2 separate regions of the Mus musculus genome follow, and region 1 is linked to region 2. Evidence: chromatin contacts called from public HiChIP or PLAC-seq data. All regions are on one chromosome and are shown on one strand. Each heading gives the region's core, a stretch centred on a gene start, on an enhancer-like site or on the middle of the called end of the contact. The rest is flanking DNA. Distances are from core to core; before and after follow the strand shown. Region 1 has its middle 34 kb from the start of Gm4577. Region 2 holds the start of Cdsn (corneodesmosin).

What was found. HiChIP or PLAC-seq counts read pairs in DNA pulled down with a chosen protein or histone mark.
Region 1: an H3K27ac HiChIP or PLAC-seq map of the NIH/3T3 cell line shows a contact between it and region 2, with 2.9 times the contacts expected there. The contact joins the enhancer-like site here to the promoter of Cdsn in region 2. A contact is called at or near these places in 7 of 39 promoter capture datasets (the 3T3-L1 cell line, the C10 cell line, cranial neural crest and 4 more), 1 of 15 datasets of contacts at CTCF or cohesin (the NIH/3T3 cell line), 3 of 484 Hi-C or Micro-C datasets (the N1E-115 cell line, embryonic fibroblasts and embryonic stem cells), 8 of 115 datasets of contacts at active chromatin or transcription factors (the NIH/3T3 cell line, T-cell acute lymphoblastic leukemia, acute myeloid leukemia and 4 more) and 3 of 9 other capture datasets (embryonic stem cells, embryonic trunk and liver).

The regions. Positions count from the first base shown.
Region 1 is chr17:35,736,664-35,739,363 of GRCm38.p6, reverse strand. No RefSeq gene overlaps it. Among named protein-coding and RNA genes, the nearest start is that of Gm4577, 34 kb to the right of the region's middle. Within about 2 kb of position 1,438, at least 69 of the 459 cell types and tissues checked have an H3K27ac peak or open chromatin away from gene starts, as enhancers often do. A contact at or near this core is called in the NIH/3T3 cell line, acute myeloid leukemia, memory CD8 T cells and 2 more, where this site is marked.
Region 2 is chr17:35,550,850-35,553,549 of GRCm38.p6, reverse strand. Cdsn (corneodesmosin) reads right to left here and starts at 1,422. Exons shown (of 2, transcript NM_001008424.2): 1 at 1,265-1,422. The coding sequence starts at 1,349.

The DNA of each region.
Region 1 (2,700 bases), core at 189-2,688, 190 kb before region 2:
GTTTCCCAGGTGATGCTTATTGCGAAGGAGCACCCACACCTGTGCTCTGTGAAAGAGCACATTGGTTCACCATTGTGAACCTTGCTGGTTTGTCGTTCGGACCTTGAAGGAGGGGTAGACCTTGGAAAAAGTCAGAGCTCTGCTCTTGCCAGCCTCAGGTTGCCTCCAGCCTCTCCACAATTCCTCAGTGACTGCTGGTGGTGACTGGTGACCATTGGTTAATTCTGGTTTGGACACTCATTTAAAGCAGCTGTAGACATTTTTTTCCTGGGGTCACCCTTTTCTGTGTGTGGGGGGGCTCAGTCTCTCATCTGTTTTAGCAATGGATGTGTCGGTTTGTCTGTGTGGGGAATACACACCTTAGTGCCGGCAGTGCTAGGACTCATAAGAGGCCATGGGACCCCCTGGGGCTGGAGTTATAGGCTGTGGTGAGCAGCCGCTGTGAGTGCTAGCAACTGATCTGATTCTCTCAAAGGTCAGCATGCACTCTGAAGTGCTAAGCCATCCTCAGGTCCCTTTCTTTTGAAAAGCAGGGTCTCACGTAGCCCAGGATCTTGCTTAGATTAGCTGTTCTCAAACCTTCCTAATGCTATGACTCTGTATTACAGATCCTCATGTGATAGTGATCCTCCCAACCATAAAATTATTATCATTGCTACTTCATAACCGTAATTCTGCTACTGTTAAAATCTTAGTGTAAATATCTGGGGGTTTTGATCTTCTTAGGCAACCCCTGTGAAAGGGGTCATGGCCCTCAGGTTGAGAACCAATGGCGTAGATGACCTTAAACTCTAGATCTGCCTCTGCATGCTGGGATTACAAGCCCGTGAGTGCTGGGACTGCAGGTGTGGACTGTTGTGTCTGGTTTATAAAGTGCTAGGGTATAGAACTCCATGAGTGGTAGATACCAACTATGCTATAACCCCAGCTCCTTCTTTTATTTTTAGAGATAGGGTTTCTCTGTGTAGAACAGACTATCCTCGAACTCAGAGAACCACCTGCCTCCATCTCCAGAGCTCTGGGATTAAAGGTATGAGACACCGCTACCCAACCCCTTCTTTAATTTTGTCATAACCAATTTTGTTCATGCCAAGACCAAACCTTACTTTTCTCATTCAGGGATCCAGACAGGAGCATGGCTGATGTCTTGAACGCTTCCTGATGTGGGGAGTGCTTGATGCTGACGAGGAAAGGAAGAGATTCTAAAACAACACTTTAGGACATCCCTCTATTGCAAAGGCCAGGGCAGAGTGAATGTGCGGTCCTAATGTTCTGTGGCCCCGCCCTGCCTAGGCCAGTGCAGAGCGAATGTGCTGTTCTAACGTATTATGGCCGCCAGAGGGCAGAACTGAGTCAAGAAGAAGAGAAGAGCAGGAGATGGCCGCTCAGAAACAAAAAGCTAAAGAAACTGAGATCGCTAACGGCCGCCAGAGAAGCACATTCCAGCGCGTATTCTCAGTGCCTTGGCATTTCAGTGTGGCTTTCTGTCCATCCAAGTCCATCCCAGTACAGGGTTGAGTTTGCAACCCTTTCCTTGGTGGGTGTTATGGTGCATGCCAGTGACTCCAGAGGCTGGCAGGCCACGATTGCCTTATTGAGTTTGAGCTAATTTGTGTCCAGCAGACTCTCTCTCAAAATAAAAAGTAAGAGGGGATTGGAGAGCTGACTCGGTGATTAAGAGCATGTACTGCTCTTTCAGAGGACTCGGCTTTGGTTCCTAGCATGCTGGTATCCAGCACCTCACAATCGTCTATAACTCCAGCTCTAGGGGTCTTTGATGTCTCTGGCCTCCACAAGCACCTGCACTCACATGCATACACATACACACAGTCGCATACACATAATTAAAACAATAAAAATAGTTTAAAAGTAAAATTAATGGGGCTGGAGAGCCTGGGGTGGTAGCGTACATTCATCCTTGACCCTAGCACTTGGGAGAAAGAGACAGGGCAGCCTGGTCTATACAGCAAATTCCTGGCTAACCAAATCTGGACCCATTGCTACAAGACATTGTTAGGGGCCAACGAGGGGACAGCAAAAAAAGGCACTTGCCACCAAACTTGACAATCTGAGTTCAGTCCCCCAAAACCACGTGGTGGGAGGAGAGAATTGACTCCTGACATTGTCCTCTGATTTCCACACTTGAGCTGTGGCCCGTGCCCTAAAGAAGGTGTCAGTTCCCCTAAAGCTGGAGTTACAGGTGACTGTGAGCCATCAGACATGGGTGCTGGGAACTGTCCTTGCATACTCTGGAAGAACAGCATAGGCTCTTAACCTCTGAGCCATCTCTCTAAACACCTAAAGCTTTTAAAATTTAATTACAAGCCTTCTGTGAGGCTCACTGATTTGAAAACAAACCCTCACTCTTCAAGTATAAAAAGCCCCCAGGAGGAAGATGAAAGACAAGCTATTTAATTGTTTTTCAGTAAGCTGACTGGTGCCCTTGGGCTCTACTGAGCTAGGAATTATTGGTAGGCAGTAAGCTCTTCCAGAACTGGCAGTCCCAGCTGTTGGGTGCCTAAGGCTCAGGGCCTATTGCTCCAGGCTCTAGATGCCAGAACCTGTGGCGCCAAAGCCTTGGGCCAGCGGCTTGCAGCTCTGTGCTGTAACCTCTAATGCCTGGCCGCTTTCACAATCCTCTGCTTCCAGCTGCCGCTGCGGATGCTGCAACTGTGTTGCTGTTTCCGGATACAGAGTTTC
Region 2 (2,700 bases), core at 173-2,672:
AGCAAACTAGACATCGCGCAGTTCATAATCAATACTCATGCAAGAGCAGTCCACCAGCAGCCAGACGGCTACCACCGGCCACTTCCTCAACCCCATCTCAAAAAGAAAAGCTCTGAATGCTGGACAGTGGTAGCACAAGCCTTTAATCCCAGCACTTGGGACTCAGAGGCAGAGTCTTGGATCTCTGGTCTCTGAGTTCAAGGCCAGCCTGGTCTACAGAGAAAGTTTCAGAATAATCAGAACTACACACAAGAGGAGGAGGAGAAGAGAAGAAAAGAAAGAAAGGAAAGCAGGCAGGCCCTGGTTTACCCTCACAACAAACCCTTCCCTTGCCTCTGTCCCTCTAACCTTAACACAGGCCACAAGCCACCCAACCTGGGCTCAGATTCCTGGATACCCTGCCTCTACATGCAATCTAAAGCCAGTTTCCTTCCAGATCCTCAGCTGCAGAGTGGAAACAGCCAGGGATCTACCATGCATATCTCAAAATGCTAATGTATTTAGAGTGCCAGCTACAGTGTCCCATTTAAAAGGCTCTGGGCTAAGGGTGCTACATGCCTGCAATCCTAGCTCTCAGGAGGCTGAGTTGGAGGCGAGGCTGGCCTACAAAGCAAGACCTTGTGTCAAAAAAAGAAGAAAAAGAAAGAAAGAAAAGAAAAAGGAAAAGAAAGAAAGAAAGAAAACAAAAAGGACCAAAGATCCTAGATCACTTAGCAAGCATGAGGCCTGGGGCTTCACTTCCAGAACCTCAGTAAAAAATAAACACAGAAGAAAATAAATAAATACATGCAAGTTGATCTAACTAAAATGCGTGTAAAGGAGAGCTCTGAAAATGGTAGCAATTGTTACTTCTGTAAAATGGGCTGACTGTATCTTCAGGTGGTCATATATAGCCACCTAGAACTTCTTTGGCTGTGTCACATGCATCATTTGCGTCAGAAACTGAAGCTAGATGATATTAACCCCCTCTCTAGGTTTCAGAAACAAGCTCAGAATGGCTTGGAGGATGGCCTGGCTGCAGAACACCCACCTGCTCAGCCACTGTGGAGCAAAGAACAAAAGAATTTGCCTGCAGTGACCATAGAGAGGGAGCCAGCATAGATGAGGGGTAGTCCCAGATAGAAAGGTCAGAGTCTAGACCCCTGCCTATGCCCTTGTTAGGGCCTCTCCTGGACCCTGTGCTCCAGACATTGGATCCCCCTAGCATCCCTGCCCCATGGTCTGTATCCCATACTGTCCCCCTCCCAAGGCCCCAGACTCCTACCTGGCAGAATAAGACCGGCCATCAGCAATGCCATCAGCCCGTGCCCTCCCACACTCCCCATCCGGGGTGCCCGAGAGGAACCCATTGTGCACAGCGTGGCCTCCTGACTGACAGAAGCTCATGGGCACCGGGACCTTTATGCCGGGCTGGACATTCTCTGGGCAGGAGTCACTGTGGGGAGGAGGAGGGGTGGAGGGGGAGGCTGCCTGAGGGAAGTTGGTGTGGCAGGAGAAGCTGAGGCAATCCGGTGTCACATCTGCCTACTCAGCAGAAGAGGTGACTGCGGTGCAGGGGACCTGGAGCCACTGGGCACTAGCCCCTACCCCAGCTGGCCTTCCTTAGCTCTCCATTGCCTAACCCAGAACCAGGTGCTCTGCCCCCGGGCCACCTCCTGGAAGCTGGCCACTCTCGCCCAGGGACCCAGTCACCCTGCTCTTCCCTCCCTGGCTTGCCCAAGGCCCAAGCTCCCAGTGTCCCTCCATCGAAGAAGAGTGGACAGCACAGCTTTCCCTCCTGGCCCCTGAGAAGCACCCTGCCTGCCCCTGCTCAGCCCACTATACAATACAACTCCACCGGGGCTCACACTATAGCTCCTATCAGCTTGGTTCCCTGGGATCCCATGCCTCGGCCTTCTCCTGCTTCAGATCTGAAGACCAGCCCCCCACTCCAGACTCCCCTAAAGCCACCAAACACCAGCCTGCCACAGGCCTATTAAATTGTCCCATTACCAAGCAAGGCTTTTTTTCCTTTCAGAAACTGGGCATCCATACGCTGAAAACCTGAGGGCTCTTTTCTGGGGGCTACTGGGTCAGCGGGAGTATTAGGTACCAGAGCTTGGACCAGGGAGAGGTCTGGGTTGGGACCCCTGTCATAGCTGAGCCTCGGTGACTCACAGGCCACTCACAGTCCCCATCCCATGGTAGTGACCCAGACTAAGGAGGATGAGCAAGAGGCCAATGAGGCTAATTGGGAAGGTGGTGGCCAGGCTGCTCATTAGCCTGCTCCTCCTCAGCCTAGCTGGGCAAACGGAAAGCATCTGAGGCTTGTGCCTGAGTAGGATAAAGGACAGCCAGACCAGCTCCTGGGTCCCTGGAGAACAGAAGGACAGAGCCGGACCCACTAAGAGGAAGATCGTTTCCCCTGGCCTGATGTCCTTCCCTCCTCCTGCAGTGCAGGCCCCACCCCAGCCAATTGCTCACTAGTATTGTGGGAGTATCAGTTTCAGAGGAAGGGCCCCGAGTTTCCCTTGCTCGGCCCCTCCTTCTTTCCAGACGTCCATCTCTTCACAAGGTATCTCTGTCCCTCCAGACCTTGGGTTGGTCCCTCCCTCTCTCCCTGCCCTGCCCCGTTCTGAGCCATGTGGTAGTAAACGTGGCCTTGTGTCAGTATTGTCTGACACCCCAGCTCTCCCCTGTGCCACACAGGACAAAAGCACT